Linked DNA regions of Mus musculus: all the other regions are linked to region 1. The links are chromatin contacts, called in public Hi-C maps. All regions are on one chromosome and are shown on one strand. Each heading gives the region's core, a stretch centred on a gene start, on an enhancer-like site or on the middle of the called end of the contact. The rest is flanking DNA. Distances are from core to core; before and after follow the strand shown.

Region 1 (3,571 bases), core at 335-2,834:
AGAAGTTAAAGGTGACAACCCACTCAAATCCTGGGTTAACTAAGCCATCTTTTTAAAAAGGAGCCACTGTTTTCAAAGGAGAAATGTCGGATCCTGGGAAGTTAGATTACATATGTTATGGCAAAAACGTTTCCCAGACGATGGTGATGAAGCGGTTTAACTGCAGAGTAATTCCATCAGCATTTGTTTGTTGGTTTATTCCAGGCACCTCTGGGATTCATAACACTGCCTCAGTACACAAAACGAAACCCCCACAGCAATAAAAGAGTTACAAATATTTATAAATTAACTTGCATACTCACCAAGCAAACTTCTGGTTATTCATTCGATTTCCTCGGACCCTGGATACCGGGGATGGATGTACCCTGTCAACAGACCAGAGTAAGTCAGTCATTGAGAAAACACATTCCTCGCTGCACACAGTCTGCTTAATCAGTGAACTTTCTTAGGATTGCTTCCTTTGTTCTCCCTGTGAACTTGACCAACTCTTAATAAACAGGTGCAATTAATTAAATTCCAGGGCCTGCTTTGTTCTTTATCTCTCCCGAGGTACCAAGGTGCCACACATTAACTGCAGAACCAAGAATTTCATTGAACAGATGTACTCTTTAGCAGAAGAAACAGCTACTGAAGATGTAATTATTGCCTGGGGGGTAAGAGTGCATATAATATTCAGAGGGCGTGGTACCTGTCCTCAGTGAGCCCTCTTATGTCCGTTCCCATGGAAACTGCACAAAGAGACAATGAAGTGGCCATTCTTTGGGTCAATTTCTAAATGTAAAAGTTACAAAAACAGCAGGACTTCACCCACACATCCAGAAACAGGGTTTGTGTGGACAGGATGGGATGGGAGGAGAGACAGTTATTTCCAGGAGACAGGCTTTCTGGAATCTATGTTTGTGTTTGAGATCCGGAAGGCAAAGTGAATTCAAAGTGCTAGCCATGTAATAGACGTCAATATATAGCTTCCTAATCTTCCGGGGTTGAGTCATGCAGGGTTTGAGTTCAAAGCATCCAGGAACTACTGGTATTCTCTAACTTGGAGCCAGCGGCCCTATCCTTCTCTTCCCAGTTACCAGCTGGGAAACCCTATGGCCTACTTCAGCTGCCTTGTGGCTGCCTTCTCTCTTGCTGGCTTAGGATGCTTACCTAGGGTTCATGAGATCTAGTCATGCTTTCAGCTTGAGTCCTCTTCACCAGTCTCCACACCCACACATTACTTTTATTTACAGGGAGGGAGGAAAACAGAAGGGGAGGAAGTCAGGGAAGGATGAAGGAAAGAAACAAAATTACCTTAATTGGCCTTAAGACTCCCTTAAAACCAAAGTCTGGGGTCCCTTTGAACCCCGGCCCCTTGTTGCTGTTCAGTGAAAATCACATCAAAACAGACAGGGCATGCCAGGCCAGCCTTTTCTGCATCTTTCCCAAGCCTCGAGCTGGCCTGTACTTCCTACTTGATTCCTCGAGCATTATTAACACGCTTCTTCTCCTAGGCTTCTTGATGGTGGCTGCAGCTGAGCTGCTCAGCACAGATTTTCTGCTCTGCATGGGGGAAGGGGGTGATAATTATGCAGAAAGATGGAGGGAGGCCAGACAGCCCCTCGCTGAACTGCCTTATTCAAGCACAGCCCCACTTCCTGCTGATCTGCAGCCACAAGGATCACCTGTTGGTCTTGGCAGCTGTCCAAACTGGGGCCCTGGCGGAAATGACAGAGTCAGCGAGAATGAAAGCCGGTTTATACTCCAGCCCCTCAAGATACACATACTTATCTTTCTCATGTATGGAGATACATCCGAGGGAGACAAGAGTTACCTAGAAGGTAGCAAAAGCCATTCTGCCCTGCTTTCTTGAAATAGCATACTCACAGTGAATTTCCTCTCTAGAGCCTCGCTGACGTCTTGGTCCCAAGAGTTAAGTGTATTTTCAGAGGTCATTTGCTTCAAGGATTCAGCTCTCCACTACTCACCAAGTCCTTCAAGCCTTTATCCCCTTTACTGCAATCCTGAAGCCCAAAAGTACAGAGAAACCCTGTCGTCCTCATGGTCACCTCCAGCTGAAGTTGAATGATCACAGTATCTGGCATCATGGCTGCCCACTTCACATCTCATGGGAACATGAGGGAGGGAGGCTTGGGTTCACTACTCCGTAAGTATAAAGCCTTCTAGACATTGGTATCTTTGAGAAAAAAATTCGGTGATCCTAGACCAAATTCTATAAATACACAATTTCCATCATGGTTTGGGGGGGGGGGGCGAGAAACAAAAGCAGAAAACTGATTCTGATTATCTGTATGACCAAATAATTCTAACATTTCTTAAACTCAAACGAGGAACGGGCAAGTATCTTCTTCCTCTGAGTCTACTTCATCCAAAAATTCAGATCACAACTCTTACATGTCAGCTATCACTTAAAATTTTACTCCTTCAAAAGGACATGCACATGCCAGAGTTTGGGTGAGCTCCATTTTAAATGGCAGCCCCTCTGCTATCTGCCTTTTCCCCACATACAGCAGCCAGGCAGGTAGCAGAGTCAAAAACCCAGTAGCACAAACTACCGTCTAATCTGCATGTCATGCATTATTCATGATCCCCTGATTTCTGCACCTGCATCTAGGCAGGAAGCTTGCTGGGCACGTTCATTATTCTTCTTGGAGCCTCACACAGGCTCCATTACTCCTGAGCCACTTTGTTCTGTAACTAAGGGTTTCAGGCCTTAGTGCTAACTGCTGGATATGAAAAGAAAAGGGACACTCCAGGCAGAAGCGAGGGAATGATCTTGGTGTTGTGTAACACAGCGGATCTGACAATGCACTCTACAGATACTGATTGCTATGTGGGATATTACTGCTCACGCGGGGTGATTTACATCACACAGAAGAGGCCCGGCGCACCACCAGGGCCCTGTACACCAGTTGTTCTATTTATACACACTGACTCATCTGGGGCTCCAGGCATGTTACGATTTCACTTGATTCTGAGCTTTTCTTCTTTTTCACTTTCTTGCTATGTTTGAACCTCTTTGATATCTTAATGTAAAAATAATTCTCCCTTCTATGGGTGCGAGGACTGAACCTGCTTCTCAGATTCTGTGTCATAATGACTGTTAAGAGTTAGGAGACTGACGGCTCTGCTCTTCAGTGCCTCCAGGAGGCGACACGAATGACTGGCAGTAAGAGGTGGCATGTGGAGTCTCGGTCCTAGACACAAGCTATGAAGCACTGATGAGTTTCTGGGGGTGGGGACACTATCTCACCCACATACTGTGCGGCCACTTATGACATCAAGGAGAACTGACACAAAGAAATGTGGGGTGCAGACTGTCTAGCCGCCTTTCCTGGGATTAACCCAAAGCGTTGCCAGCTAGCAACAGTGCATTCTAAGGCAAGTCACAATATCTACCCAGATCTCAGTATCCGCATCTGTCCAAGGGACATTGTTACAGTTATGGGAAACACACAGAGGACCACAGCCTCGAGCGTTTGTAAGAGGACTGAAACAATCCCATTGTCTAGTCACCTAGTGTCCCATGTCCCTATGATATTGCTGTAAGCAAAACTACAGTGCTGCCAGT
Region 2 (3,571 bases), core at 514-3,013, 830 kb after region 1:
TGATTTTGTTCACCTGTTTGGTTGTATTTTCCTGTAATTCTTTAAAGAATTTTTGTGTTTCCTCTTTAAGGACTTCTAGTTGCTTACCTGTGTTCTGTATTTCTTCAAGGGAGTTATTTATGTGCTTCTTCAATTCCTCTATCATCATCATGAGATGTAGTTTTAAATCAGAGTCTTGCTTTTCTGGTGTGTTGGGGTATCCAGGACTCACTGTGGTGGGAGAACTGGATTCTGAAGATGCCAAGTAGCCTTTAATTCTGTTGCTTATGTTCTTGTCCTTGCCTCTCACCATCTGGTTATCTCTGGTGTTACCTGGTTTTGCTGTTTCTGACTGTGGCTTGTCCCTCCTGTAAGCCTGTGTGTCAGTACTCCTAGAAGACCACTTCTCTCCAGGAGGAATTTGGGTATGGAGAGCTATGGCACAGGGTCAGTTCTCGGATGCAGACAGAAACCAGAAGAATCCTATCCCTAGATGTTCCTTGGTTCCTGTGTCCTGATGGCTCTGGGTGGGTTCTTCTTGGGCCAGGAATTTGAGCATTAGTGGTGGTCTTACCTGTGCTCACAGGTACATTGGCTCTCCTTGGAGACCCGCTCTCTCTGATGGCATTTGGATATGGAGCACTGTGCCACAGGATCAGCTCCCAGCACAGCCAGAAACCAGATGAAGGTGTTTTTTTAATTTTAAAAAATTGTCACTGACTTTGCTTAAAAGAGGCACTAATGCCATAAGTACATATGATGTCTTCCCAGTCTCTACCTCTAGAGAAAATCTCTTATAGATATCAACTATCAATAAAAAAGGCAATGGCCAATTCGCTGAGGCAGAAAATAGGAACTGGTTCACTGGCAGGAAGAAAGAGGATTCTGGGGAATATTGAGATAGAAAGAGATTTAGGGCTAGCTGAAGTGAACCAGCAGTTTAGAAGATCTCAGAAAGATACTAAGGGAGATGCTGAGGAGATGAGTAGAAAGTGTCCCAGCACAGAAAGAAAGGTAGCTAACCAAATGGTAGTCAGAATAATTTAAATCAGTTAAATAAATTAAAAGCTAGTCTGGGAATGAGCCAAAGCTTATGGCCTATATTAAATAATAAATGCCTCGTCATTCCAGGACCCAGGGCTGGGGAAGGAAAAACAGATATAATTACAAATAGTGCCCCATGTTAGGCCACAAGCTTCGACTCATTCCCTGACTAGCCAAATTTATTTAATCCTTTGAAATTATTCTATGTCTACCATGTGTTTAGTTACCTCGCCTTCATTCCTGGCTACTGCTTCTTTCATGCCTCCTCAGCTTCTCCTTGCTGGTTTATGTCTAATTTTTTCAGTTTGTCTCCCTACCAGTCTCCTTTTATTCTTGTGCTATTTTCCAGAATCTTCTCTTCCTTACAGTGTCTCACCTCCTATTTCCTGCCCGTTGGCGTCAGCTTTTTTATTGACAGGTGGTGCTTATAGGAGATTCTCTCTACACCTACATAATTTCCAGGTTCTAAACTGACAAAGTCATAAGGATCTTTGTAAGAGGAAAGGGGAAAATAGAAACTGTTAGATGTTTCTAATGAAATGTTTCAACAAAATAATTTTAAAGATTAATAAAACAGATTCTACACGTCTTTGCTTCTCAAGATCTATTTGAGGATGAGGATGCCAGAATCAACCCAGCCCTTGTTAAAGACACTGATTGCCAGCCCTCACTCCAGATCATTCTATGGGAGCCTGCACTTGAGCAAGTCTGCAGGTGCTTGTAATGAATGCAGCAGCAGGGAACAACCTCCACAGAAATGCAAATCACTGTGAAACTTGGTCCAATAAATTGTAACTTCATCCAGTGCAGGACGCTGCAACTGTGACTGCTTACAGGAACTATTATGATAGTAGCTGAGAAGTGATCAAATCCGAGATTGTTTAGCACAAATAACATAGATGAGTTATGTGTAAGTGGAAATACAATTTCTATGGTAACCTAAGTTTCCTGGTGTCTAGGATTAGGAAGTTGAAAGGTGATCAGTAATAGTTGCTAGGGGACAGTGATAGCTTATGAAATGGATGAAATCCTTTGCCAAATGGCAAATGAGCAGATAGCTACAATTTGGCACCAAACTGAGATTCCTGCTGCTTTTTCAATGATGGCGATAAAGTGCTTGCTATCAATTTTGAAACTGCTGTGACATGATAAAATATAAAAAGTAATCTCAATGTCTGGGTGAAAAATAGTCTTCTAAATGTCCATCTTTGTAACAGAATACTAACAATCTTCTGATTCTTAGCTGATAACATGAAATTTCCAATTATGATGTACATTGTGAACACAACAAAACAATATTCTGCATAGAAAAAAACATTTAAAATAACTTAGGATCTTTAAAAGACTATTTAGAGCTTAAAGTTTGTGTAAGTCTAATATCTGTCATCTATTATCTATCTGTCTATCCTTCTATCATTTATTACCTATGTACCTATCAGTCATCTATCAATCATTTATCTATGATTTCTCTCTCTCTCATCCATCCATACATATATCTATCTACGTATTTATGTCTTCTCTCTTCTATCTATCTATCTATCTATCTATCTATCTATCTATCATCTATCTATCTATCCATCCATCCATCCATCCATCCATCTATCTCATCCATCCATCCATCCATCCATCCATCCATCCATCCATCTATCTATCTATCTATCTATCTATCTATCTATCTATCTATCTATCTATCATCTATCTTTCATCTATCCATTTATCTATGTATCATCAATTTATCTAGCTATCATTTATCTGTCAGTCTGTCATCTGTCATCTATCTATCTATGTATGATCTATCTATCTAATCATGGATATCAACTTGGTAAAATTTAAGATCACCATGAAGACATAACTCTGGGAAGTTTATGAGAGTGTATTCAGAAGGGTTTAAAGGAAAAGGGAAGACCCAGTTTGAATGTACTTCCTGATTGTGGACATAATGTGCTCTATGAGCTGCATTGAGATGAGTATCTTCTCTGCTATGAATGACTACTCCATCCAACTGTGACCCAGGGTAAAGACTTCCTTCCTTAAGCTGGGTTTGCTGGGTATTTTGTCAAGTCAAGAAGACAAGTAACTGACTCACTGTGTAGCACTGGAAATTAAGATCTAAGTCTAAGTAAAATGAATCTCAAATAGGTTGCAACTGTTGTACCACCAGTGTGACTATTGGTTAAAAGTAAGACAAACACTAGCAAATGCCTGAGTGCACTCAAAATGAAAAAAATAGGAAAGGACTGAGTGCTGTTTTTATTATGTTGAAGGTATTAGTCTTTAAAATACACACTCTTGTCCCTACAGTCTTTGGTGCTGTTGTTGACAGGGTCCTAGGAAGCAAAGTTTTTAATACGGATTCAAGTATCCATACATTTCCGGATCTCTGAAGAGTTTTCTTGTCTGGCATTCCCGAGCTCTGGTGTGTGTTATGTTCTAAAGAGCAGTGACTGGTTCATGGATACAGTACTATCTCTCCAAAGTAGGAACCCATGTGACATTTGCTGTGTCATCTCCTCATTCCAATTTCTGTCTAAGAATTGCTACTTAAGTC
Region 3 (3,571 bases), core at 536-3,035, 530 kb after region 1:
GGTGCTTGCCGACCTGTCTGGATTGTTTTACCTGAATTCTGGAGAGGGAACCCAGGTCTCAAACACCTTGCCGACTGAGCTATCTCCCCAGGACCCTCAATTTGTCTTTAGTTATATAATTATTGCCAAAATTCAGGGTTGTAAGTTTCTGCACAGCTCCCCCCACCCCCCACCCCTGTACTTGCTCATTTAAAAACCTCTGCTAGTGGTGGTAAGCTTTATTTTGAAAAGAATTGGCATGGACGGTTTTGATGTGAAACTTTCACTGCATCTGTGTGCCAGAGGGATCAGAACTGGGAATCTGTGCCACATTCCTAGCTCTGTGTCTTTGTTTAGAAGTGAAGGAAAGAGGTAACAAGAGAGAAGAAATAGGGCTATCGAATACAACCTCTGAGGTGAAGTTCAAAGAGAACATCCCACTAGGGTAGAGTGGGGATCAAAGACAAATGTGTGAAATTCGTGGGAAGGTGGTGGTGGGGCTGTAAACAAGTCATCTTGTTTCTTTGTTTCTGCTTAAGACTCTGTCTGACATGGCTTCCTTTAGAGATAAAGGCCACCATCCATTTAAAGGCAGTACCTGAAGACTGAGCAGCTGCTGGCATCACGCCCTTAACTTGGTATAGATGTCACTGCCTGTTATATAAAATCCATCTTTGGGAGCTTGAGATTCACCTTCTGTTTGCTCTCTGCTATTAATCCTGAAGAATTAGATTGAAAAAGATTTTTTTAAATAACCATGCCCAATAAAGAAATGCAAATCTCAGACTTTGCTCTGGAAACAGGTTTCTACAGAATTATGTTAATGGGTTCCTGGGGTAGGATTGAAAATTCAGGCAAGCTCTGAGCCTCCGGCTCTGTGCTTATCCAGACTTGTTATGGTCAACAAACAGGTCGCTGCCTGGGCCACCTTTGTCTGAAGACAAGGATATAGCAAATAATGTCTTGAGAGGAAAATCTCAATCAGGTTCTGCAAGCTGCAGATTGACTGTCGCATGTATTTCCAAGTGACAGCGAGCTTTCTATTGCAGTTTAGCTAACTCTATTGTGTTAAAAATTTGGCTCACCTAACTTTTATTATTATCATTATCGTTATTATTATTATTACTATTACTATTATTATTATTATTATTATTATTATTATTATTATTGTTATTTTGGTAGGACTCTACAGAAAAAGAATACCACCACACACCTGGTTACTTTCGCAGTTAATAGTGCGATCTCAGAAAAACTCCTGAAGAGAAATCTTTACCCTAAGGATTCCCAGTTCTGAACTCTGTACCATAAAGATTACTCAAAACAAGTCCGTGTCATTTCAGTGAAGACAGCCCCCAACACACAGGTCATTACGGTTTCCTTCCAGTCCCAGGAATTTTCCCAGGTAACAGCCACACGGAGGTGAAATGCGATTTTAAATGTTTACATGTCTCTCTATTTTCTTCATCTTTATTATTATTTTTTCCAGGCCAGCGATGAAAGGTTATTCTCTGTAAGATTTAGCCAGTGAAACGCATAGCATAAAAATCCGAACCCTGCAGTCAGACACGGAAAGAGCAAAGGAGAAATCGGAGGTGGGGGGGGGGAGTGTGCCCCATTGGGCTGCAGCGTTTGAGTGTATGTAGGGATGATGTCATTTGTTTTTACAAAACCCGGTTTAAATTTGTTCCTGCCTTTCAAGAACTGCAGCGCGGAGCATCTGTGGAGACTTCTGCAGACTATATTTCAGGCTGTTCGAGAGTGCGCGCTGCATCAAAATCCAGCCAATAGCAGGGGGAGCCTTACCCTCCCTAGCCTCCATTTGTTCCCCTACCTGAAGCAAGGGTGTGCTGCAGCTGTGAGGTGACCGCCCAGCCCCCTCCAGCCCCCTCCTGCCCGGCTCAAACTGCAGAGGCATTAAGGCAAGCTTCACCTGGTTTAAAGGAGAACCCTGCTAATATCAAAGCTGACTTCTGGCCACCCTCACACGTTCGTTTCATGGGCAGGTAACCTCCGAGGGAAGGCATACCTGTAAAAGATGATTTGGTTTGGGTGGCTTTAAATTCAAACGGAGCAGTTTACTTTGCAGCCCCTGGTGCAATATGAGAACAATCCTAAGAAGGAAGAAGGCAGAGATCATGGGCTGCTGGCTGCTCATTGGCAGACGCAGGACCTCCGAATTCTACAGCTCTAATTACCTTTCAAAAGCAAACCCATTTCCGTGTGTATATTTGTAGAGGATGATTGGGAAGTATGCAGCGGAGAAAGATCACCAGTTCAATCACAAAAATCAATGGGTTAGATACAGAGTGGAAACCAAAGTGCCGGTTCGGCCACCATCTAAGTCCCTTTGTACTTTTTCCCTCCGGAAAGAAATACAGGCTATTGACAATACGATCAGTGTGGGCTCTTTGGTCAGAGCAGCAGAAACTGAACTCTGGTTAGTTTCTTATTGAAAGCCTATGAGGACATTTACAGAATAAAAGGAAGGCTAAAGGAACGGACTCAGACGACAGGGCCAGGCTTTGACGAAGTCTCTACAACACGCTATAGGACTGTAACTTGCTGCTGGTAGAAGGACAATCACCAGCTTCCTATTGTCTTTCTTCTCATCACACTCAAGTGGCCTGAGTCTCAGCCCAGTGTCCCTTTGTCCATGGGTTCATGCCTATAGGTTTTACAAAAGCAGTGCCCTCCATTTGCCGAATCCCAAAGTCATCTGGCGGAAGAGGAGGAGCCACAGTGCTCCCTCGTGGGATGACAGTACTGTTCCTAAAAGGATGGGGAGAGTGGACCTTCTTTCCCTTCCAGTGACACATTTACTGCTATGGATGCGGCCGCTATATATAATCTTCGTACCTGGGTTGATGATTTTTTTTTTCATTTCTGGCTCATTATTTTTCAGTACTGTGGCTGGAACCCAGGGCCTCATGCATGCTAGGCAGCACTCTACTTCGGAGCTACACCCCCAACCCTCATCTTTTAAAATTCAGTTTTGAGAGAAGAGCACTCTGGCTTTGAACTTGCAAACCTACTGCCTCTGCTTCCCAATTAGCTGTGATTACAGGGATGTGTCACCATACCAGGTTAACTCGGATTTATAACCTTGTCTGTCATGGCTACTCATTTGGGAAGGTCAAATGAACCGACAACAGGGAACAGAAGCAGTATGGATAACTGCACAAGGACAAGAGGCCTTTAGCAACCTTTGCCAAACTAAGTCTTTCTTTTTGTGTTCAGCATCTTTTGCACCAGCATCTCTTTTGTGCTTGGCGTGGTATGTGACTTGTGGACTGTTACTATGGAGTTATCATTCCCTACATTTCTACGTAGCTGAGGAGTATGCGAGTGCCCCAGTGCTCACAGTGAGAGACATAACCAACCCCTTTCTCTCTTTGGGGACTATTCTTTTCTTCTAGGGGTGTTACCCATGGGATTACCTTTGCCTCATATAAATGAATAAAGAATTAAATGATCCCAAGCCATATGTACTGGGCAATACTGTGACTTAATGACAAAAATGCCCTTTGGTGAACAGAAAGGTGAAATAGAAATATATTTTAAAAGATTAGGATCTGTTAAAAGATTGTTAAAC

Evidence for each region. A called contact is a pair of places that touch in the nucleus more often than the background predicts.
Region 2: a contact with region 1 is called in a Hi-C map of neural progenitor cells, with 9 times the contacts expected there. The contact joins two enhancer-like sites. A contact is called at or near these places in 5 of 39 promoter capture datasets (cranial neural crest, frontonasal cranial neural crest, liver and 2 more), 7 of 484 Hi-C or Micro-C datasets (embryonic stem cells, liver, neural progenitor cells and 2 more), 3 of 115 datasets of contacts at active chromatin or transcription factors (embryonic basal ganglia, embryonic stem cells and stem cell-derived epiblast-like cells) and 1 of 9 other capture datasets (embryonic stem cells).
Region 3: a contact with region 1 is called in a Hi-C map of cortical neurons, with 2.4 times the contacts expected there. The contact joins two enhancer-like sites. A contact is called at or near these places in 22 of 484 Hi-C or Micro-C datasets (cerebellum, cerebral cortex, cochlea and 15 more), 11 of 115 datasets of contacts at active chromatin or transcription factors (VIP interneurons, astrocytes, cardiomyocytes and 6 more) and 1 of 9 other capture datasets (embryonic stem cells).

What each region holds. Positions count from the first base shown.
Region 1 is chr14:99,941,732-99,945,302 of GRCm38.p6, forward strand. Klf12 (Kruppel-like factor 12) reads right to left here. Exons shown (of 7, transcript NM_010636.3): 5 at 303-365. Among named protein-coding and RNA genes, the nearest start is that of Gm22970, 170 kb to the left of the region's middle. Within about 2 kb of position 1,585, at least 123 of the 459 cell types and tissues checked have an H3K27ac peak or open chromatin away from gene starts, as enhancers often do. A contact at or near this core is called in VIP interneurons, cerebral cortex, cortical neurons and 4 more, where this site is marked.
Region 2 is chr14:100,773,893-100,777,463 of GRCm38.p6, forward strand. No RefSeq gene overlaps it. Among named protein-coding and RNA genes, the nearest start is that of Gm23538, 15 kb to the left of the region's middle. Within about 2 kb of position 1,764, at least 2 of the 459 cell types and tissues checked have an H3K27ac peak or open chromatin away from gene starts, as enhancers often do. A contact at or near this core is called in neural progenitor cells, where this site is marked.
Region 3 is chr14:100,476,071-100,479,641 of GRCm38.p6, forward strand. All of the region lies in intron 5 of Gm34199 (a long non-coding RNA gene), which reads left to right. Among named protein-coding and RNA genes, the nearest start is that of Gm26367, 59 kb to the left of the region's middle. Within about 2 kb of position 1,786, at least 79 of the 459 cell types and tissues checked have an H3K27ac peak or open chromatin away from gene starts, as enhancers often do. A contact at or near this core is called in VIP interneurons, cerebral cortex, cortical neurons and 3 more, where this site is marked.